Linked DNA regions of Mus musculus: all the other regions are linked to region 2. The links are chromatin contacts, called in public HiChIP or PLAC-seq and promoter capture Hi-C maps. All regions are on one chromosome and are shown on one strand. Each heading gives the region's core, a stretch centred on a gene start, on an enhancer-like site or on the middle of the called end of the contact. The rest is flanking DNA. Distances are from core to core; before and after follow the strand shown.

Region 1 (3,608 bases), core at 63-2,562, 230 kb before region 2:
TTCCATGGAGAGGAGCACCCGAGTCTCCCAGGCTCTGCCTTACAGTCAGGCCGGTCAGAAAAGCTCTTCTTTCTGTATAGACTGACAGACGGGGATTGGCCATTTGTATTTCTTTCCCTCTTGGCTACACTCACAGGACAAACCCTCCATGTCACAAGTGGTTATGATCTCTGAGGTAGCATACATGACCACATAGTGACAGTGATGTATGCTGCTCATGATGTGTATCTGCACTGGGGAGAAATGTCGCCATGTAGATACACTTGTAGCCACTGCTGAAAACACCTTCACATGGTATTCTATCTTACCAGACAGTGAGACAGTACCCAGAACCCATTTACACAGTACATAGCTTTGCTGACTGGCTTACACAAAACAAAGGTTTCTGCAAACACATATCCCTAACATGTCCCTTCCCTTCACTGGTTTTCTGCAGACTATAACCTATACTTGAGTCATAAGAGACCCTCAAAGCATCAAATTATATGAATGAGGTGGCAGGGAGAGAGGAAGAGAAAACATTTATAAGTTTTTCCTGTGAGCATGTTCCTGACTCCTGCTCATCAGATGTGGCTCTCAGTGACCGGGAGGAAGACTCTGCCCAGTCAGAGCTAGGAGACCCCCCCCCCCCCATCTGAAAGACTGTTTCTAGGAACATGGCTTCCTCACAGAGAAGGGAGACTAGAAAAACTTAGAAGTATAAAACTAAATTCATCCCAAACACAGAGACTTAGAACAGCCTGATAGTTTGAATGGAAAATGTCCTTCAGAGGTTCATGCATTTGAACACGTGGTCCCTGGCTCATGGTGCTCTTAGGGGAGGTCATAAAGCTTCAGAAAGTAGAGCCTTGAAGCGGGAGAAGTATGTTGTTGGGGTGGGTTTTGATATTATAGCCTTGCCCATTTCTGGTTTGCTGTCAGTGATCTGTGTTTATGGCAGCTGTGATCTGAGCCTCTGCTCTGCCTCCTTTGCCTCCTCTGCCTCCCACTCCTCTGTTGTCTTACTCTGGAACTGTGAGCCAAAATAAACTTTGTCACTGCTGGTCCCAGTATGTAACCACGGCAACAGAAGAGTAACGAATACAACGTCTAAGTACATAATGAAAACAAAGCAACGGATACAAAGTCTAAGTACACAAAGAAAACAAACAACCCCCATACCCACATCTGGGTCCGGAACAGAACAGGTGAAGGAACAAAGCAGTGTTTGCAGTAATCGCTGGGGCTGGGAGTCATGACTTTGAAGGAAGAAGCACGCTAACACAAACGGCAAAGCACGTGTGAGAAGGGGGCTCATCTGTCTTCCACCCCAAGCCTCTCACTACCGCAACCCAAGTGCAGGTGTGCAGAGCCAAGGGGCCTCCTCATGCTGCCATGGACATCAGAGGTACAGAGGGTTGAGGGAGAAAGGGGGAGGGTTGATTTGGAGGAGCTGAAGCCCCTCCCAGGGAGAGTGGACAGAGAAACCCTGTGGTGCACCAGAATGGTGCAGCTGGTTAAGGTAAGGCACCAACCGGCACAGGAACACAGGTCTCACTGTGTCCACTGAGGTGCCTCAGACACAGGAAACTGGGGCGGGCTCCACTGTCACCTCAGATTTCTGTAAACCTAGAGCTATCCCCCAAAGCAAAGCTTAGCAGGCAGGAAGCACGGGTATCTAGATAGAGGCAGTCTGCATTCCTCCTAGAGCAGCCCCACGGTGGGCCAGCAGAACAGGGAGGATGCTCAACAATGCCTGACCCATAGAGAAGAGGCCGACATTGAACTCTCTTCCAACTGAGCTTTGTGTACGTGAAGAGGCAAAATGCGGAGCAAGAGAGGTTAGGCTGAGTACCTGATCAAATTTATTCAGAGAAGAATCTGTTTGCGGAGGAACCAGACACTGGGAAGCTGCAAAGGATACACAGGTTGTAGGGGCCGAAGAAAAAAATCCCACCTCCTTCCCTGTTGTCTTTGTCCATGGAAGCTCTTCCTGTGGTATGCCTGTTTGTATGCCTGACTTTGGATTATCCCATCAATACCAATTCAGAGTGTTTTCCCACATTCCTTGACATTGTGCCCTTGATGTTCCCCAGTGGTGCTATAAATAAAACTTTATTAACTGTAATTTGGAAGGTCTGCCTGAATTGCACATTAATTCTGTCTATGAAAAAAACCCTCAATTAGCTGGAACCCAGCTTACACCAGTCCTTAATTAACTGCCTCCCTCCCTTATTCTTGTTAATTAGCAGAGAGACAGATGATAACAACAACTTGGGAAACTTATTAAAACCAAGCAAGCATGTCCTTTCTCACACTTGGATCTTAGCTTCAAGTTTCTGGGGTTGTGTGTTTAATTTGGAGTGTCAGGAAACTAGAAAGAACCCACAAGATGGGGGAGTGAACAAGCCCTTAGTGGGGCAAAGGGATAAAGACCACATATTATATAATAGCACAGAATACTAACCTACTCTTACCTTGATCTAACATTGGCTTCTGGCCTCTGTATACATGTGCACCCTGCCCCGAAATATTGTTAACAAAAAGGACATTTTCTTCCATAACCACAAATCCATTCTCTGGGAATTCTCAGGGACAGTACTATGCTCAGATTCAACTACATGTCACAGCCTCTGGCTTTGGTCTAGGTTCAGTTCCAGGGCAGTGTTAGGTCACCTCGCAGCATCAGTCTTAATGAAGAATAGCAAGCCCACTTTCTGATTGAAAATCAAGGTGGAAACAGAACAGGTCACTGTCAATATCCACACCATTGTCTATAAGATGCCAAGACATGGCACAGACTTACAGCTCAGACCCCAAAACCCAGGCACATGCGTGTTGTGAGGCTACCACCATCGAGGGTGAATCTAGCTCCTGCATGTTCGTGTCCTTTGTAAATCCTGCCCCTTCCTTGCCTGCCCCAATAGTTGATCTGCCTGCCCTGACTACAGACAAGCTCACACCTTCTGCAGTTTTAAACACACAGAGTCACACAGTACACAGCTCCATTACTGGCATTTTTCAAGTGGCACTGTTTTTGTTTGTTTTTAAGCTGCTGATTAGCATGTATGGAAAAGCTGACATATTTGCCTCTTAGTGTCCATTTGGACTACTTCCAGCTTCAAACTATTAGAACAGAGCTTGGTGTGGTGACCTGCTCCTGTGACCCAGTCCCTGAGAGACTGAAGACTGTAACAGTCTCAATGCCAGCTCCCAGCTTCCAAGAGAGTCACTCTAGATGTCATGATACAAGTCTGTGTGACAAGTGAGAACTCAGAACAGAGCTGCTGGACGAGGGTATTTGGGTCAAGCCTGATAGCTGGAGTTGGAGCCCTGGCTTTAGGGTTAGGGGACATAATAGAGAATTGATGCTGCAGGCTGTCTTCTTACCTTAAAGAAATAGTTGAAATTTTGAAAGGGTTCTGTACTATGTGGACACATGACTTGAAACTATTTTTCTCACCTATGGCCTGTCTGTCCATGTTAATGTTGTCTGCAGAGAGAAGATATTTTCATCTTGATAAAGACCATTCATTAAGTTACTTTGTGGTTTTGCATAATATTGAGATTATATGACTTTTTCTTCTTTTGTTAATAGAACTTTTAATCGTTGTCTTAGTTTCCTTTCT
Region 2 (3,635 bases), core at 715-3,214:
TCAAGTAAAAACATACCAAGTATAAACAAATGACACATTATAACACCAATTTCCTCTTTTATACTGAAAAGTTCACACAAATGAAAGAAGCCCAGGAGGAGAAAACAACTAAACACACATACACACACTATGGGTATACACAGACAAGAGACAGTAAACACACATACACACAATATGGGTGTGCACAGACAAGACACAGTACTCCCCTTTTGTTAGACCAGGAACTAACAGCACTACAGCTGGCTGTTTTCTTTGCTACCAACATCTCATGACACTCCACGATCAGAAGAACGGCCAAAAAACTGAACCCAGGTTCCAATCCATCATACCCCATGCTCCCTAATTTCCACTGAGGAAATTTTATCTCCAGGTTACAGTGACCACAAGTCACATACACAGGGAGTCAGCCTCACAGACAAGATGTTCAAAGGACTGGGATGAAACCTGCTGCAACCTTAAAATAACTTTGCCTGAATTTGTTATTGGCTAAACATTTCAAGTCATCTTGTTTTCCAACACACTTTATCAGACATCTGAACTTCAGGCAACCTGGTTATTTGAAAAAAAGCAGACTACAAAAATAGACTAAGCACGTTAACTATTATTTCCCAAGTTGTCTTTTCTCTAAGTGCTACTAAGTGTAGTAAAGGGCATATAAGTATCTGTGAAACTATAGTTCCTAATTTGGTGTTTTTCCCCCCTCTGAATTAAAACTCGTTTTTAACGCTACTCGGTGAGAAGAGACTAGCCAAAACCCGAGTCTGGAATAGCTTTTTGGATTTTAGTGCAACATGTGTCTTCGAAATACCCGCATCCTTCTAAAAAGGCTGTCCTTGCTCAGAACTTTCTTAGTTGGAAAACTACGAACTCAAAAAGGTGCCATGAGAAGCCACTCACCCGATCCTTCATTCTCCAGCTCTGCGCTAAAGATTTGGAGCCTTCGATTTTCTCACAATGTCTTTTCTTCATAAAAGCCAAAGGCAAGTTCCAATCTGTAAGGTCCGCCTCATCTTCCTCCCCGAGTCCCATAAGAGGCGACTGCAGCATCTCCGACTCCATCAGGGGAGGAGGGGGAGGGGGAGTCCTTGGCAGCAGGCGCTCGAGAACCTCCAGCCTTAAAAACTAGTGTGGACCAGAACTGGTAAAATAAAATACGGGAAAACGGGAAGCTGGGAATAGAGACGGCGGCAGAGCGTTCGAAGATCCTTATTGAGGCTAAACCTCGGAGATCTTTATCTCGAACTCTGAGCGCGAAGTTGGAGGGGGCGGGGTGGGTGGCGAGCCCGTGGGTACCCAAGCCCGCAGGACCCGGACGAGCGGCGACACGCGCGCCCGGTCGCCGGCCCCCGCAGCTCTGCAGGCCGTCAGGAGGGCGGCAAGCGGGACTGGCGGAGGCGGGAGAGACTTCAGGCCCGGCGATGACCCGGCTCTCGGCCTCCAACGCCTCAGTGGCTCCCGGCGGGCAGGCCGGCCCGCTCGCAGGGCGGCTTCTCCGACTGTGCTGGCCCGGCTGAGGCCTCAAGGGATCGGGATCGGGGGGCTTCGGGGCTCGCCCAGCGGCTCTCAGCCCTGCGGGTCCCGCACTCGCCTGAGGGGCTGCAACCTGAGCCAGGACCGGCCCATCGTGCCCGTCCGCAGCCGGGCTCCTCAGCCACCGGGCCGCGCGGCCAGGCCCGTGCTGGCCTTCTGCTTCGTGGCTCTCTCCTACCCAGGAACGAGTCCCGATACACACGCGACACGGGCCCGCGGACAGCACAGGGACACTGGGCTTATTAGGTCAGGGGAGTTTTGCCCTCTGCTCTGGAGCCACAGTGAAAACTCCTCTCATCAGCACATCAAGGAGGACGCCATATTGCCAAGGCCCAGCATGCACCGCTATCTACGGCGCGTCCAATAAGCCAAACCTCTTCGAGCGTTCTCACCGCTCTACCCCTGCTAGGGCGTAGAGCTCGGTGTTCCGTCCTCCCTTCCCCCACGCCGTTACCGAGGTTACCACGTCTTTTCTCCTTAGTTGATCTCCACTAGTAAAATAGACCATTTGCGATTGAAACTATGTCCGTTCAGTTATTTTTAAAAGCTTTTTGCTACTACAAACAAAGCTTCGTGCCTTGATATTAAAGAAAGAAACCACTTGGTTTCGTCATGATTTTAAAAGGTGGTATTTTTAAAAAGCCTCAGAAAAGACCATTGATATTAGACACATAAGACTATCGGGACTTTCTTTTGATATTTCCACTTTTAAAAGAGACCGATTTCATCGATTACGAATTTTTTGTCTGATATACTTTATTTCCTGAACAGTATATTCTTATTTTGCTACAGTTTCATGTGCAAACGTCTAAAGCTGCCCACAGAAGCAAGCCTCCCTGCTGTTGACTTCTCTGGTTCAGTTCAGTAAATCTCAGATATTGACACACTCTGAGAACTGCTTTGGTGCAATGGAAATATAAAGTAAATGTAACGAGGTGCCAGCCTTTCGTAACCAGGGTGCGAGTGAGACACTTTTTGGTTTTTTTTGGTTTTTGGTTTTTTGTTTTTTTGTTTTTTGGTTTTTTTTTGTTTTTTTTTTTTTTTTTTTTTTTTTTGGTTTTTCAAGTCAGGGTTTCTCTGTATAGCCCTGACTGTCCTGGAACTCACTTTGTAGACCAGGCTGGCCACCACCGCCCCGGTTAGTGAAACACTCTTAACCTTTAGCTAGAGTTCAGTCAACAACTGAGCCCACCTTCAGCTTTGGTGTTAGGGGAGCCTCTGTTAGTCAATGTTACTAATTTCAAGCTGCATTTTCTCAGTCTTAGGTTCCTGAACCATAAAGTTTGGATAATATTAAAGAATATTACTAAAAGGATAAAAATTTAGCTTGTAAAGATGCCCAGGCCAGCCTAAGCTACAAAATAAGACCCTTTCTTTAAAAAAAAAAAAAAATCCACTTTAAGAGAAGGGTTGAAAGCTGGGCCTGGTATTTAATCCCAGCACTCTGGAGGCAGAGGCAGGAGGATCTCTGTTAGTTGGAGGTCAGCCTGGTCTACAGAGCTAGTAGTTCCAGAACAACCAGAGCTACAGAGAGAAATCCTGCCTTGAAAAACAAACAAACAAGATGTGAAGGCATTGCAAGCCACCACTGAGAGTGAGCTCTGACTGATCCTGGTATGTTTATAAAAAGATAAAGACAGAAAAAATATGTTCTATGGGGGGAGGGGGAGGAATGGGGAAAGGGGGTTCCTCCGTAGACCCATGCTGAGGCATTCCTTCCCCCTGAGAGACCAGCCACATGTATAGAGTAGAGTTTATTCAGGGCATGGGGAGGGGAGTTAAGAGGGTAGTAGAGGCAGAGAAAGGGAGAGAGAAGGATAGAGTAGAGAAGTAGAGGTGAGCCATGGCCTTGAGCACATGGAGAGAGAGGGAAGGGAAGGGAGAGGGGTAGGAGAGAGCAAGAGCAGGAGAGAAGCAAGAGATCAAAAGCAAGAGTAAGAGAGGGATGAAAGGGATAAACAGCCCCTTTTATAGTGGGTCAGGCCTACCTGATTGTTGCCAGGTAAGTGTGGGGTGGAATTTAGACAGAATGCTAACAGGTCCCACAACTCCAATGTAGTCTACTAACTGTAGGCCTTACCACTAAAGCCTGGGTTAATCTGCAG
Region 3 (3,400 bases), core at 276-2,775, 180 kb before region 2:
CAGCAGGACGCCTCTCACAAGTCAGAAGCTGCAGCAGGACACCTCTCACAAGTCAGAAGCTGCAGCAGGACACCTCTCACAAGTCAGAAGCTGCAGCAGGACGCCTCTCACAAGTCAGAAGCTGCAGCAGGACGCCTCTCACAAGTCAGAAGCTGCAGCAGGACACCTCTCACAAGTCAGAAGCTGCAGCAGGACGCCTCTCACAAGTCAGAAGCTGCAGCAGGACGCCTCTCACAAGTCAGAAGCTGCAGCAGGACGCCTCTCACAAGTCAGAAGCTGCAGCAGGACACCTCTCACAAGTCAGAAGCTGCAGCAGGACACCTCTCACAAGTCAGAAGCTGCAGCAGGACACCTCTCACAAGTCAGAAGCTGCAGCAGGACGCCTCTCACAAGTCAGAAGCTGCAGCAGGACACCTCTCACAAGTCAGAAGCTGCAGCAGGACACCTCTCACAAGTCAGAAGCTGCAGCAGGACGCCTCTCACAAGTCAGAAGCTGCAGCAGGACGCCTCTCACAAGTCAGAAGCTGCAGCAGGACACCTCTCACAAGTCAGAAGCTGCAGCAGGACGCCTCTCACAAGTCAGAAGCTGCAGCAGGACGCCTCTCACAAGTCAGAAGCTGCAGCAGGACGCCTCTCACAAGTCAGAAGCTGCAGCAGGACACCTCTCACAAGTCAGAAGCTGCAGCAGGACACCTCTCACAAGTCAGAAGCTGCAGCAGGACACCTCTCACAAGTCAGAAGCTGCAGCAGGACGCCTCTCACAAGTCAGAAGCTGCAGCAGGACGCCTCTCACAAGTCAGAAGCTGCAGCAGGACACCTCCACAAGTCAGCTCCGAACCTAGGATGACTCCATTCACAGTTTCCAAGGCATTCTGCAGAGATTTGCCCACAACTGACACTGTCGATGGTCCACACATCTGCGATACAGGCAACGGTGAGTGGCAGCTCTTAGCCAGCCCACGTTGCCAGTAAAACTAATGGTGCTCTCTCTACCAGTCTCTCTCAGCCTGGGGCTAAGCTAAGGCAGTCTGGAGCTTGTGTGTTCTCCAGTTCAGATGGCTGCCCCTTACAATGGGGTCCCCAGGACACTTTTAAACTGCATGTCCATAGAGACACTGTGTTTAGTACAACATCATGACACAACTGAGAGAGAAGGATAAAAACCGTTATGAGTGGGTAGGCTTGGAGGACAGAGTCAGCGGTGGGATAGGGGGCAGAAAAGTAAAAGACACAGGAACAGGAAGACACCAAGATACTATACAGACAGTATGTAGATGGATAAGGGGCTCCAACTGCCTAGCCATGTTCTCTGTCTCAAGAAAGAAAGCTCAGCTCAGGCAGTAGGGGAAAGTTAGCTATAGAGTAAGTTGCCACAGCCAGTGTTCTGTGGTTCACAGAGCAAAGCAAATGAAGCTGAGGGTCACACTTCCCTGACAGTGGGGACAGCCCCTTTACAGCACTAAGGACCTGGAATGGTTGAATGTGGTCAAATGGGTGACTAGGCTCTGAACTATATCCTTCTGCTGGCCTTCAGAGAGCTCTGCTCGGTACCCTCAAGGCATATCCTTGGAGTCAGCACAGACACACACTGCTCCAAAGGTGTCTTTGCCCAAATCAAGCTCTCCTGCTGGTTAAGCATGACCAACAGGAGACACATTTTGGGTGAATTTAATGTGAGCCACAGTCCTCATTATTTTTTCTTCTCATCCATAATGGATTTATTGACTGGGATGTCTGGAGTCCAGTAATGACAGAATCATTTGTAATGGACTAATTCTCTTGCCAATAGCAATAATAAACTCCAGACAAAAATATTAAAAATGATCACTTGGTAATTCCAAAAAGCAAACAGACGAGAAACTGGAAGGCCTACAACCTGTTGGGCTACACATTCAAACAACATATGGGGCCTGTAGCTGAAGTCTCCCTGGGGTGGAGATCAGAGATCAGCACTGAAGGCTGCCAGGAAATTGCAAGAAATAACCTTAGACTGCAGGGAGCCAAACCTTCCTCTCACGCTGGCTGACTCACCAACTACAGGCAGGATGTGACTCTGAGGATCCCTGTGGCAACGTGAGGCTGAAACTATTAATTGGAGAATGCAGTGTCTCTTGCGCCAAGAAAGCAGAGCAAGGCCCCATAAAGCCCAGGGCTCTCAGTGGGCTCCAGAGGGGTGCTGCCTTAGTCACACAAACCCTATTCCAGGATCAAGAGTGACTCTGGAGCAAGGAACAAAGCCAATGAGGTCAAGTCCCACAACCGAGCTTACCCATCACGCCGCCCACCCATCCCAAGTGAGTGGCCTCTGCAGTGCTTTGCATTGGTTCTTCCAGAATGAATGGCACAGTGTTAGAAGCCAGAGGAAATACCGAAACAGACTCTGGAAGTGAGAGACACTTTACGGTTATAAAAAACGAATTTGCCTACTGACTGTGAGATTAGCATTTTTAGAATAGTGAAAAGGCACAGTTCTCATAGACATGGAATTAAAGGACGGCCATTGGGCAACTCTAATGAGGCTATGGGTCACTAGAAGCATGCTTAAGTCAGCACTGAACCCACAAAGTTCCTTCACCAACAGTATCAGTTCTCCAGAAATAATAGCTGCCTCACCTGGCACACCTTTTTCCTTCTACACTGGGTGAGGGTGTTTCCGGACAATGAAGGCAAAGGACTAGGCAGACACTGAAGAAACGAAACGCCTCAGCGCTAGGCACAATGGCCTAGGAGTCGGAGGCAGGCAGATCTCTGTGAGTTACAGGCCAGCCCATTTTGCATAACAAATTCCAGGACAGCCAGGGCTATGCAGAAACACTGCCTTAAAACAAACAAACAAACAAACAAATAACAAAAAACAAAGACTCAAATAACCCATTACAACTGGCCAGGTACAGTGGCTCACACCTGTAAACCAGAGCCTTAGGAGCCCAGACAGAAGGGTCATTGCAAGCTCCAGGCCTGTATGGGTTACACAGCAAAAGCCTGTAGAAAATATTAAACAAAATAAACACAAAGTGAAAGCCTATGGAAAATATTAGATAAAACGAAATAACCAAATAGTTGAAAGCTGCTCCCTGCTCTCTGTGTGCTGGTTGTTGCCCTGTCTCAGGTGAGGGTTTATTTCTTAGCATGAAATAAGAGGCATGCCTGTTCTACAAATGGAGGACACCTGTAAGTGAGGAACACAGAGTGAAGCTCCTGACTGCCATCTGGGAGGTTGAGGCAGGGAGATTGTAAGCCAAGAATTCAAAGCCAGCTTGGACAGCATAGCAAGGTCAGTTTCAACAACAACTAAATCATACAAAGACAAAATGAACAAACAAACAAACAAAATCATCATCAACATCATCATCAACAACAACAAAAACCCAAACAGGAAGCTTTCAGAACCACCACTTTC
Region 4 (3,531 bases), core at 218-2,717, 210 kb before region 2:
CTAACGCCTCTGTTACTGGATGCAAGGAGTTCACTATGGGAATTTCCTGAAAGGAATCACTGCAGTCTGTATTAAGATCTTCTCTCCTTCTCTAACAGAGCTGGCCCAGGCTCTGGAAACAATAAAGGCTTTCAGGTCAAAGCCAGGGAAGTAGCAAATTGAGTGAGGCCAGGTGGGCCTCCCAGAGCCCTGCATTCCCTAGCTCCTATCCCGTTCTTTGTCTACCCCAAGTCTGTTCTTCAGGGCTCGCCCCTTGAGTCATAGGGGACCTGGCCCGGGAGACAGAGCCTTTTGTGTGGTACAGGACCTGCTGCTTACTTCTGTCTGAAAGAGCACATGGAAGATGGTGTGTGTGCTCTCATGGCTACTGCTCCATGTTTGGTATCAGGCTGGCTCTAGAGGTCTTCCCCTACCCTGAGAGTGTGGGTTGTAAATGGAACATGAAAAATAAAGTCGATAAAAGCCATTTACAAAAGGACTATTGCCAGACCCCAAAGAACTGGATGAACATGCCTGGCCCTGGAGCCCTGCTGTGGGGAGGACCAGCGCTACTCTGCTGTGCTGCTTCAATAATAGGCAGGGTGGAGAGAGAGTGGTGTGGTGACCCAGGTGACCCAGGGTTGCTGCCATTTACTGGAATCACGCAGGCATTGCGCCTCCCCAGGCCTTGTCCTGCTGTCATTACTTTTGCTTTGTTGTGGAAACATTTGGTTAGTTTCTAGCTCTTCTTGCAGTTCCAGAACTTTCTTAAAACTATGCTAGACACATGTAAGAGGAGCAGTGATAATTATTTTTATAATTTCAGAAAAGACGTAACAATATAGCATTACCTCTCTTTGACCTAAGGCCATTCTACAAAGTTCCCACTTCAAGAGGAACAGGCTATTGGTAACTCTTTATGTTACATGCATTCTTCTTTCTTGCCTTTTTAAAAAAATATTATTTATTTTTTGCTGGCTGAGATTACCGGGGCTTTAGACAGGGAGAAACCCAAGGTCTGGGATAGGTGAATCACCTCCTGAGATTGGGAGGCTGGCTGTGCTGTGGGAGAGGCTCTGGTGGGGGATGGGGTAGGGTGGGGAGGGCACTGTGCTCTGCGGAGACACTGTTGAGCTACAGTTGCTCTGAGCATTTGGCACAGTGAAGATGGAGGGTTGTCCACACAATGTGGTTAGCAGCCCTAATGAGCAAACACAAGGCCTTCTTTGAAAGAAGCGAGGCAATGTCCTTAGGCAGGTGGAAATCAGACCATGGGTCTGGCTGATTATAACGAGTGCTTTGGAGAGTGATGGCCCCATCCCTGGCCCTTGGCAAGCTCTGCCCCTCCCACTGAGAGGGGAGCCTGCCCTCTGCTCCTCCAGAGATACAGGCTTCCTAACCTTCCAAGTGGTACACCCTCATGATTTCCACAGCTTCTGCCTGAGCTCAACTGCCCTGGAAACTTGATAAATAGTATTTTCTGGCTTTTACAGTAAGTTGCCAATCCTAGGTATCTGATCTAGTCAATGGTTCCCGAGTAAAAGGTCTTTTCTTAGTCACAGCCTAGCTTATCAGTTTCTCCCACAAACACACATTTAATGAGACACAATCTTTGTGACTTATCTACCCAACTGTGATGACAAATCCACTATTCATATCCCTGCCCCATGTCATTTCAGTCAGCAGGCAGTAAATGGGTCCCCCAGAACCAGACCAGTTTGCACATGAATTGCTGACACATAGAGAAGGTCCTGTTTTTCTGAGGACCACAGCAAGGACCTGGTCTGTCTGTGCTGCTCTGGTATTGGTCAGGAAATGATGTCATAGCCCCGTTAGGATCTGCTTGGTGGCCTCACCCTTTCCTCACAGGACAAACTTTTATCTCGTGTCCTTCCAAACAGAAGGAGGTGGTGATGCCAAGATTCTGCACCATAGCAAGGTTCGTTGGCAGTGACACTTCATTAGTTCCTAACATGTAAGCAGGAGGAGGGAGTGGTGATCTATCCCAATCTATATTTAATTGGGAGAGGAAAAAGGGAATTCAGTGGCTTTGCCAAGAGGAGGCCGCTGGGAGTAAGCAAGCATCTGACTTCAGATCAGATGTAACACATCGATGTACCGTTGGCCTGAAGCACAGCCCGGCTCGCCTCCTGAGGAACAGGTGTCTCAGTTAGGTCTGTGGGAAGCGACTGACCTGCAGGACGATGGGCAGCTGCTCTGGGGGGCTCCTGTTTTCCACACCCATTGTGAGCCACACCTGGAATGCTGTCAGCTGCTCGGCAAAGAATGGGCTGTGCTGTGGGAAAAGCCAAAGAGTCGGTTAGGGAGGCAGGTTTCTTTCCACCGCCCTCCCTCACCCCTCAGTCCTGACAAGGCAGTGACCACAATGGACAGAGCTGGAGGGCGCAGGGCTTACGGGCTCTGTCAACAGCCTGACAGGAGACAGAGGAAATCTGAATGTGTGGCCTGTCAACCATCAGGGAGGGTGTGATAAGAGGTAGCTATGAGGGTCACTGCATCCCTGAGCCCCAGTCCTCTGCAGGAGAGCACATACGACTTGTAGGAACACGAGGCCATGTCTCCAGAACCACCATTTCTTCACTATCACTGTGAGTATTATTTTGAGAGAGAGAGAGTTTCCCTGTCTACCCACACCAGTCTGCGGTTCCTCATCTTCCTTCCTCAGCTTCCTGAGAGCTGAGATTGCAGGTGTGCACCATATTTAGCCTGTTTTTTTGTTGTTGTTGTTGGTTTTTTTTTTTGTTTGTTTGTTTGTTTGTGGTTGAGCTCTAGAGAAGGGACCCAGGACTGACTCTAACTATTAGAGGCCAAGGAGACAGGTGGAACCTTCCAAGAAAATGGTGAAGGGAATCGTTGTGAAGATAGAGCAAGATCATATGGATGTGGGGCTTTGGAAGCCAGGTCAGTGATGTACTCAGCAGTACTGGACATGAGATGAATCAAGCAAGATGAAGATTAGGACCCAGCTGTGGGTTACTTCAGAGATGGAGAGGCCATCTTAAATACTGTCTTGGATACAGCAAAGCACAGCAAGCTCGAACACACAACAGAAACCAGGAGACAGGACAGAAGAGAGAAGGTGGAGGATCCAGGCCAGACACCCTATGGAAGGAGGCAGCTCGAAAGAGGGAGACAGGGGTGGGCATGGAGTGAAAGGCTAGCATCATGAAAGACGAGGGAGAGAGCTAGGTGGGGCACTGACCATGGAGTGAGGGCACTGTGGGAAGGCTGGCGCTGCAGCAGAGCAGGGCAAAGCATGCTGCCCGGCTGTGTGAGCTGCCCGGCTGTGTGAGCTGCCCGGCTGTGTGAGCTGCCCGGCTGTGTGAGCTGCCCGGCTGTGTGAGCTGCCCGGCTGTGTGAGCTGCCCGGCTGTGTGAGCTGCCCGGCTGTGTGAGCTGGATGGGAGAATGCTGGACTTTGCCTACTGCCCTGTTTCTGAGGGGAGCGTGACACAGACCTGTGAGGGAAGTGTGGTGGGAACGGGTAGCAAGGAGAGGGAAGAGGAGCTGAGGCCATGTCTGTAGTCACACT
Region 5 (3,670 bases), core at 53-2,552, 250 kb after region 2:
AGAGCTGGGCATGGGTGACATGGAGCAGTGATCAGGGGCTGAGCTTGGGAGAAGGTGGCGTTATCTTCCCAAGGGCGTCAGGAGCATAGCCTGCCTTTTGTGGCAGGGAGGCTGAGCCAGGTGGCTAAGTTTACCAAACCACCATGATCTGGGAAAGGAAGCCAGCAAAATGTGCACATGGGCCTGCACCAAGGATTCAGGGAGGCCTCAGCCTCTCTTTCCCATCTCTGGGCCATAGCCCCTGATCCCAAGCTCTGGTGTCTCTCCACTGTCAACCCCTACCAACCCCCCCTCCCCGCCCCCCGCAAACTAGCTCTTGAGGGGATGCCTAAAGACGACATTTTCACCCCGAAGAACCTGCTCCTTTCTTTTACCCCCTCCCCGGGGAACCTGACTATCCCAGCCCAGAAGAAGCAGGTCCTGCAGGCTCAGGCTTCCTCTGGCCGGCAGAGTGTGTAGGTAGGCAGCCAGGAGGCCCTGAGGAGCCAAGATTTACACCTCACCAAGTGTACACCTCACCACCGCAGAGGGCCACCAAGGTGTTAGGTAGGACTCCACCCACCACTAAGGGCTGCAGTTGGGGGAAAGGGGGTGGGAGTATGTGACATCCCTGAAGTCAAGATTTACCCAGCACCCACTTGTGGCATTCATAGCCCAAGGGTGGGAGGGCTGAAGATTCTACTTTGTTTTCCAAAGACTAACTGAAGCTCTCAAATTAATTCTAGGTACGTAGCATCCGCTAAGATCCTGGCGAACAGACACACACACACACACACACACACACACACACACACACACACACACACACACACACACGTGTCCCAGCCCATAGCTGACTCCTCATTACTGGTCCACACGCCCCAGCCCTGGAAATGACACTCTGGACAAAATCCACTCCTCCCCACCCCCACGCCGCCGCTAGCGCGGGATCCCGGGATCGCGGGGTGGGGTATGGGGGGGGGGGGTTGGGAAACGGAGGCTGAGGTCCCAGTGGGGAACACAAACAAGTCTGAGAACCTGGAGTAAGGCGGCCCGGACTCTAATGGTTTGCGGTAGGGAGGGTTCCCGGAGTAGGGCTCACCCGAGGACTCAGCGCTGGCCCCACAGCTCCTGGTGACCCCAGCCCACACCGCCACACACTCCCTCTCTCCATCACAAGGACCCAGATTCACCCACCGGACGCTGAGACTCAGGGTCTTCCGAAGTGGCGGTAGCTGAGTCCGCAGGAATCTCAGAAACAGAGTGGGCAGGACATGGGCGGGGCCTGCCGTGCACGTGACCGTGGGGAGCGGACGAGCCGGAACCGCTTACCCTGACCGGCGCCGCCATGCACTGCCCGGGACTGGCCTGCTGCACAATTCTGTTGGTCCTGGGACTCTGCGGCGCGCACTCGCGCAACGTGCTACTGATAGTTGGTGAGTGCCGCCGTCCCTGGCACGGCCACCTGCTGCTGCTCCCAGAAGCGGCCACTGGGCTCTTCCCCGCCACTGGCCCATGCTGACCCCGGCGCGCCAATTCCTTGCCGAGCCTCCTGTTGCAGGTCTCTTCCTGGTGACTCTAAATGCGTCTGGCCCTCCCGCTTCTGCCATCCCCAAGCTGGCCAGCATTCCCACATCTGTAGTCAAAGCTGCCAAGGAGACCCGGTGGACCCCGGCTACTCATGCAGACCTCTGATAAGGTTCCAGAAATGAGAATAGCCTGAGTCCCCGAGTTTTTGCAGGATGCCCTGGTCAGTTCTCTTAGCTCCTGGCCCAAAAGTACAGTACTCCAATGCCCACGCAAACCACCAAGTTCCTCCTGCATTCATGAGACTTCCTGTTTGGGTGATCAGTGCCTGGCTTGTGACAGCCCAGGCCTTCTGAGGTCTGGCTCTGGGCCAGGCCCACTCTTCTGATAAACTTTGTGGTATCTGGGCAAGCCAGTTGGTTAATTGTAACATAAACAGTGCTGTCTTTGCAGCACTACCCCCAATCTCTCCAAGGATAGTCTCGAAGATCGGCCTAGGGTGTATATCCACCGGATAGGATTGGCGCTGGAATCCTCTGGAGCCAGTTCGTGTGGCTCTGGAACTTCGGTCCTGTCTCAGCTTGGACAGCCATCACAACAAAACCTGGCAGTCTCAGGGCTAGAGAGGTGGCTCAGTGGTTAGGAGAAGTGGCTGCTCTTCCAGAGGACACAGGTTCAATACTCAGAACCCACATGGCGGCTCACAGGGATCTGTAACTGTTGTATATGTACATGCAGGGAAAATACGGACAAAGCAGAAAATAGAGTCACACTCACGCATGCACACATGCACGCCACACTACAGGCCAGGTTTTTAACAAACCAATGTAAGTCTAACAATTTCATTATATGGAGAGACTGGGTTCAGAGAGCCGGCTCCTCCCTCTGTTTCTGGGGAGGCCTTCCTGGATTGTTGATGACACCTGTCTCATTTCCAAACCTGACAGAGAAATGCCACAGTCCTGTTCGATTGGACCCCACCCTCACTTAACTGTTGAAGACTGGATTCAGATAATGACAGCAGGAATTTTAGGACTGAATGATCAGGGTCAGAGGCAAGAGCTGAGACCTCTGTGTGCAAGCAGCATGGCTTCCTGGCATGCAACAGAAGGCACACGTAACACAACCACTCCTGCCTGTCCTCCCATCTGTCCTCCTGGCTGTCCTCTTGCCTGTTCTCCCATCTGTCCTCCCTCCTGTCCTCCATCCTGTCCTTCTGCCTGTCTTCCTCCCTGTCCTTCTGTCTGTCTACCTCCCTGTCCTCCCATCTATTCTCCTGGCTGTCCTCTTGCTTGTCCTACTGCCTGTCCTCCCACCTATCCTCCCGTCTGTCCTCCCGCCTGTTCTTCTGTCTGTCCTTCCGCCTGTTCTCCTGTCTGTCCTCCTGCCCATCTTCCTCCCTGTCCTTCTGCCTGTCTTCCTCCCTGTCCTCCCACCTGTCCTCCTGCCTGTCCTCTTGTCTGTCCTCTGTCCTGTCCTCCTGCCTATCTTCCTCCCTGTCCCTCTGTCCTCCCGCCTGTCCTCCTGCCTGTCTTCCTCCCTGAACTCCTGGCTTTCCTCTTGTCTGTTCTCCCATGTGTCCTCTGTCCAGCCCTCCTACCTGTCTTCCTCCCTGTCCTCCCACCTCTCCTCCCGCCTGTCCTCCTGCCTGTCTTCCTCCTTGTCGTTCTGTCTGTCTTCCTCCCTGTCCTGCCATCTGTCCTCCTGCCTGTCCTCCCGCCAGTCCTCCCACTGGCTCAGCTGTCATTGGTTCTTGTCCGAGTGGTCCAGCGGGGTGGAGGATGGTGGCTGGACTGGAGGCTGGGTATCCATCTTTGTTCAGGGACTGCATTGCCTCTGAGGCAGGTGGGTGACATGTTGCTCCTGGGTTCCCACTGGGTAGTTCTGGGGAACTCCTACAGGGCTGTGGGTGCTGCATGGCATCTCTCACACTTCTGGTGCCTCCTGAGGGGTCAAGGGTCAGAAGCAGACAATCTGCATGGCTGTCTCTGAAAGATGCAGAGGTGTGGTGTACACACACACACACACACACACACACACATACCCCTCAGCTGTATCCTAGGCGTGTCTCTCCTGCCTGGCTGTCACTTGTGAGGTAGAGTCTTCAGAGCCCCAGTAGTCTGCAGGGATTACATGCAGCCATCACCTACTAACACACCTGCAT
Region 6 (3,580 bases), core at 700-3,199, 210 kb after region 2:
GCCACAGCCAATCCGCAATCCTTACTATGCCTCCCCTCAAAGACCCCTAGATCCGTCCCTCTGGTCATGGCACCTCCCTCTCACGCACACCTTTAATAACTCCACCACTTAGGTCCTGCCTTCCCCTCTGCACTTCCAGACTCTCTGGCTGGGCTATAAGCTACATAGACGTGGGAGAGGAGGGCTACCAAAAACCCGGCAGAGAATCCCATGCTGGTAACCCCAGCACTTGAAAGGTGAAGGCAGAAGATAAGGAATTCAAGGCCAGGCAGGGCTCCAAAGAACTTCTTAAAACCAAAACAAGCAAGCAGGGGGCGGGAAACACAAGAGTAACTATGTATCCTTTGTGGGCAACCCACAAACTGCGGGAAACACAAGAGTAACTATGTATCCTTTGTGGGCAACCCACAAACTAAGAATGGTTAAGAATGGGAGTTGGGACTGGAGGCTTTCTAGCAAACAGGAGCTACAGGAAAGGGCAGAGGCTGAGAACTGGGGTCACAGGCTTCATGAAGGTTGGGAGCTAGACAAGGTGGTGGCATTGAACAAGTGCTTTCTCAGGTAAAAGTGTGGTCTGCCTCAGCCCTCTGTCCTCTCTTGAGAGATGTAAATTTCTTTTAAGAAAGCTCTGCTTTTCGTGGGTAGTGGTGGTGCATGCCTTTAATCTGGGGAGGCCGAGCAGGACAGATCTGTGAGTTCGAGGCCAGCCTGGTCTACAGAGTGAGTTCCACGTCAGGCAGGGGCTATAAAGAAACCGGGTCTTGAAGGCCAAAAAAACAAACAAACAAACAACAATAACAAAAACAAAATGGGGGGGCGGAGGAGGAGAAAGAAAGTTCTGCTTCTCAAACCATGAGTCTCACAGAACAAACTGAAACACACCACGGGGTGGCAGGTTATCTCCTACTACAATTTTCGGTTGGTGTGCCCAAAGCCAACACCACCTAAGTCAGTTCTCTAGTGCTGCTCAGGAAACTGAGAAGCCTGGACTAGAGGCAGCCTTGCACAAGTAAGCGGCCAGCGGCACCGCCTCTCCTTTCCACCAGCTAGAGGACCCTTCCCGTGCCTCCCCCCCTGGAAACTGCGAAGCCCGGACTAGAGGCAGCCTTGCACAAGTGAGCGGCCAGCGGCACCGCCTCTCCTTTCCACCAGCTAGAGGACCCTTCCCGTGCCTCCCCTCCACCCCCCGCCCGGGCTAGACTAAGAAAAAAGCAGATGGGTTTGGGCTAGCCCATTGCGAGCGAGCGCACCTCTCGCTGCAGCTTCGGGGACAGGGGAGGCTCCCGGCTTTGACCTAGGTAAGATCAGCGCCCTGGGCACAGACGCCTGGCACGAAAAAGTTCTGGCTTCAGTTGGTGAGGGCAGACATCTGGCTCGCAAAAGTTCTGCTGCAGTTGGTGAGAGCAGATTCCGGGGCGGAGCCTGGGACCGCTTTACGCGAGGACACGGGGTTGTGTAGGTTGGGGGTCCCCGACCTTCCTGGGTGTTGCTGGGGAGCAGGGCCGACCTAGCGCTGTCCGCAACCCGAGAGTTAATGGGGTCGGAGACTCAGGGCCAGGCTGGACCGGCTGCCTGCAGTGAAACCGAAACTTGGAACATGAAGGAAGTGGCCGCTGGGCGCCGGCGCATCAGGACGCAGGCACCATTCAGGGACTGTGACCACAGGGGCCATGAGCCGCCGGCCCACTCTTCCCTAGCAGGACCGGCACCCAATGAAACAGCATCCAGAGCTCCGCATGTCGCCCCGTGGACCCTTGGCCCGAAACACCCGCGCCCTGCCCAACGGGACCTTGCACCCCGGTCCCTGCGCGTCCCTGAGACCCACATCCCGCACCCTAGGCCTCGCGTCACTGCCCCTGGACTTGCATCCCGCTCCTAGCCCAGCACCAGATCCTGGAACCCCGAAGCCCCTCGCTCGCACCTGCAGTGCCCATGCGCCCGCGCGGACTGGCGCGCTTCGATGAGGGGTCACGGGGCCGGCGCCGCCCCTCCGCCTCCTTGGCGCACAGCCTTGCTGGAATTCCCCGCCTGGTGGCGCCGGCCTAGCTCGCTTGTCCAGAGCGACTACAGCCGCTGCGTGCCCACGGCCTTCGAAATCTCACTGGCTCTTGCACCAGGGTTGCACATTCTCCCCCAACCAGGACGGACCGCCCTGAATGGGTGACCATTGATAGGTTCAAACCTCTAGCCCCAGACATCCAGCACCTTGGACAGTATCCAGGATTTAGCCAAGCTGAAGCCACCCACAGAAGGACCTGGAGGACAGCAAGAGTGTTCACCTACAGGTTGCGTGCATGCAAAGTAGAGTGATGGCAAAGAAGTGATGGCAACCCATCACATCGAAGTCCACCAAAAGCCGCTAGCAGTAGTCATTGCTAGTGGACGGCCACACTGTGTGCTTGCACTTTCTCATCTGTGAGTCTCAGTCATGTCCTTTGCCCCCAAAGCTTTTTAACTAAGTATTAGCAAGTGTGGGGAGACCAAGCACTCAAATATCTTGAGCCTATGGGAGCCATTCTTGTTTAAAGTACCACAGTATCTGAGGATGGCCCTGGACTTCTGATCCTCCTACCTGTGTCTTTTTGTTTGGTTGGTTGGTTGGTTTGGGTTTGATTTGGTTTGGTTTTTTGAGACAGGGTTTCTCTGGCTGTCCTGGAACTCACTTTGTAGACCAGGCTGGCCTCGAACTCAGAAATCTGCCTACCTCTGCCTCCCGAGTGCTGGGATTAAGGGTGTGCGCCACCACGCCCGACTTCCTGCCTGTGTTTTAAGGGCTGGGGCTACATGTGCATACCACCATGGCTGGTCTTATGTTGGAATGGAACCCAGGGCTTCTGGATGCTCAGCAAGCACTGTACCAACTGATCTCGGTTCCCAAACCTCCATGCAGCTCTCTCAAAGTCTTCCTCCTATGCACCTCGGGGCCAGACCCTCATCTTCCCAGATTTTTAAAGTTTTTTTTTTAATTGCACTTATTTATGTTGTTGTATTAGAGCCACAGCATGCAAGTGGAGCTCCAAAGACAGTCTTCTGGAACCGCCTGTGGCTTAGTTTGTTCCTTATGGTCATTCTTTACACTTAATGGGTTCCCTCCCTCCTCTGGGGGTGGTGGGGTTGAGTGAGAATGGCTTCCATGGGCTGATATGTCCAAATACTTGGTCCCCTGTTGATTGAACTGTTTGGGAAGAAGTAGGAGGTGTGGCCTTTTCCACAGGAGGTTTGTCACTGGGGGCAGCTTTGAGGTTTTAAAAGCCCATTCCACGCCCAGTATACTCTCTGCTTTCAGATCCAGATGTGAGCTCTCAGCCACAGGCTCTGTGCCCTGCCTCTATCATAATAAACTTAAGCCCTCTGAACCTATATGCCCAATCAAACCATCTCTTTAATAAGTTGCCTTAGTCATGGTGTTCCATCATAGCAACAGAAAAGTAGCTAAGAGATTCTCAGCCACTCATCAGCACCTGGAGAAAGGAGTCATGGAGGGCATGCCATGAACTATCCTCCTGAGGCTGGGAGACGAACCTGTTAGCTTGCTGGAAAAGCCACCCATGGGTGTCTTATGTAATACAGAGCAGAGCTC

What was found. HiChIP or PLAC-seq counts read pairs in DNA pulled down with a chosen protein or histone mark. Capture Hi-C pulls out chosen DNA fragments and counts their contacts.
Region 1: an H3K4me3 HiChIP or PLAC-seq map of microglia shows a contact between it and region 2, with 5 times the contacts expected there. The contact joins the promoter of Rptoros here to the promoter of Rptor in region 2. A contact is called at or near these places in 12 of 39 promoter capture datasets (the 3T3-L1 cell line, 3T3-L1-derived adipocytes, the C10 cell line and 9 more), 3 of 484 Hi-C or Micro-C datasets (CD8 T cells, bone marrow-derived macrophages and nephron progenitors), 19 of 115 datasets of contacts at active chromatin or transcription factors (bone marrow-derived macrophages, craniofacial prominence, embryonic basal ganglia and 11 more) and 3 of 9 other capture datasets (adipose tissue, macrophages and pancreatic islet).
Region 3: an H3K4me3 HiChIP or PLAC-seq map of bone marrow-derived macrophages shows a contact between it and region 2, with 4 times the contacts expected there. The contact joins the enhancer-like site here to the promoter of Rptor in region 2. A contact is called at or near these places in 10 of 39 promoter capture datasets (the 3T3-L1 cell line, 3T3-L1-derived adipocytes, the C10 cell line and 6 more), 6 of 484 Hi-C or Micro-C datasets (the G1E-ER4 cell line, bone marrow-derived macrophages, cerebral cortex and 2 more), 17 of 115 datasets of contacts at active chromatin or transcription factors (the SCID.adh cell line, bone marrow-derived macrophages, embryonic basal ganglia and 12 more) and 5 of 9 other capture datasets (adipose tissue, embryonic stem cells, liver and 2 more).
Region 4: a FOXA1 HiChIP or PLAC-seq map of pancreatic cancer cells shows a contact between it and region 2. The contact joins the enhancer-like site here to the promoter of Rptor in region 2. A contact is called at or near these places in 7 of 39 promoter capture datasets (the 3T3-L1 cell line, the HPC-7 cell line, cranial neural crest and 4 more), 1 of 484 Hi-C or Micro-C datasets (bone marrow-derived macrophages), 14 of 115 datasets of contacts at active chromatin or transcription factors (the SCID.adh cell line, bone marrow-derived macrophages, craniofacial prominence and 9 more) and 5 of 9 other capture datasets (adipose tissue, embryonic stem cells, liver and 2 more).
Region 5: a FOXA1 HiChIP or PLAC-seq map of pancreatic cancer cells shows a contact between it and region 2. The contact joins the promoter of Sgsh here to the promoter of Rptor in region 2.
Region 6: a promoter capture Hi-C map of liver shows a contact between it and region 2. The contact joins the promoter of Rnf213 here to the promoter of Rptor in region 2. A contact is called at or near these places in 1 of 39 promoter capture datasets (the C10 cell line), 2 of 484 Hi-C or Micro-C datasets (embryonic stem cells and nephron progenitors) and 1 of 9 other capture datasets (liver).

Annotation. Positions count from the first base shown.
Region 1 is chr11:119,832,069-119,835,676 of GRCm38.p6, reverse strand. Rptoros (regulatory associated protein of MTOR, complex 1, opposite strand) reads left to right here and starts at 1,312. Exons shown (of 3, transcript NR_045313.1): 1 at 1,312-1,387. All of the region lies in intron 13 of Rptor (regulatory associated protein of MTOR, complex 1), which reads right to left.
Region 2 is chr11:119,601,234-119,604,868 of GRCm38.p6, reverse strand. Rptor (regulatory associated protein of MTOR, complex 1) reads right to left here and starts at 1,964. Exons shown (of 34, transcript NM_028898.3): 1 at 898-1,964. The coding sequence starts at 1,059.
Region 3 is chr11:119,776,091-119,779,490 of GRCm38.p6, reverse strand. All of the region lies in intron 6 of Rptor (regulatory associated protein of MTOR, complex 1), which reads right to left. Among named protein-coding and RNA genes, the nearest start is that of Rptoros, 57 kb to the left of the region's middle. Within about 2 kb of position 1,525, at least 62 of the 459 cell types and tissues checked have an H3K27ac peak or open chromatin away from gene starts, as enhancers often do. A contact at or near this core is called in adipose tissue, bone marrow-derived macrophages, fibro-adipogenic progenitors and 2 more, where this site is marked.
Region 4 is chr11:119,815,822-119,819,352 of GRCm38.p6, reverse strand. Rptor (regulatory associated protein of MTOR, complex 1) reads right to left here. Exons shown (of 34, transcript NM_028898.3): 11 at 2,174-2,275. Among named protein-coding and RNA genes, the nearest start is that of Rptoros, 17 kb to the left of the region's middle. Within about 2 kb of position 1,467, at least 44 of the 459 cell types and tissues checked have an H3K27ac peak or open chromatin away from gene starts, as enhancers often do. A contact at or near this core is called in bone marrow-derived macrophages and pancreatic cancer cells, where this site is marked.
Region 5 is chr11:119,353,142-119,356,811 of GRCm38.p6, reverse strand. It overlaps Sgsh (N-sulfoglucosamine sulfohydrolase (sulfamidase)), which reads left to right and starts at 1,302. Exons shown (of 8, transcript NM_018822.3): 1 at 1,302-1,415. The coding sequence starts at 1,328. Slc26a11 (solute carrier family 26, member 11) reads right to left here and starts at 1,255. Exons shown (of 17, transcript NM_178743.3): 1 at 1,177-1,255; 2 at 1-4.
Region 6 is chr11:119,388,468-119,392,047 of GRCm38.p6, reverse strand. Rnf213 (ring finger protein 213) reads right to left here and starts at 1,949. Exons shown (of 68, transcript NM_001040005.3): 1 at 1,922-1,949. Mir1932 (microRNA 1932) reads right to left here and starts at 1,576; the gene lies at 1,487-1,576.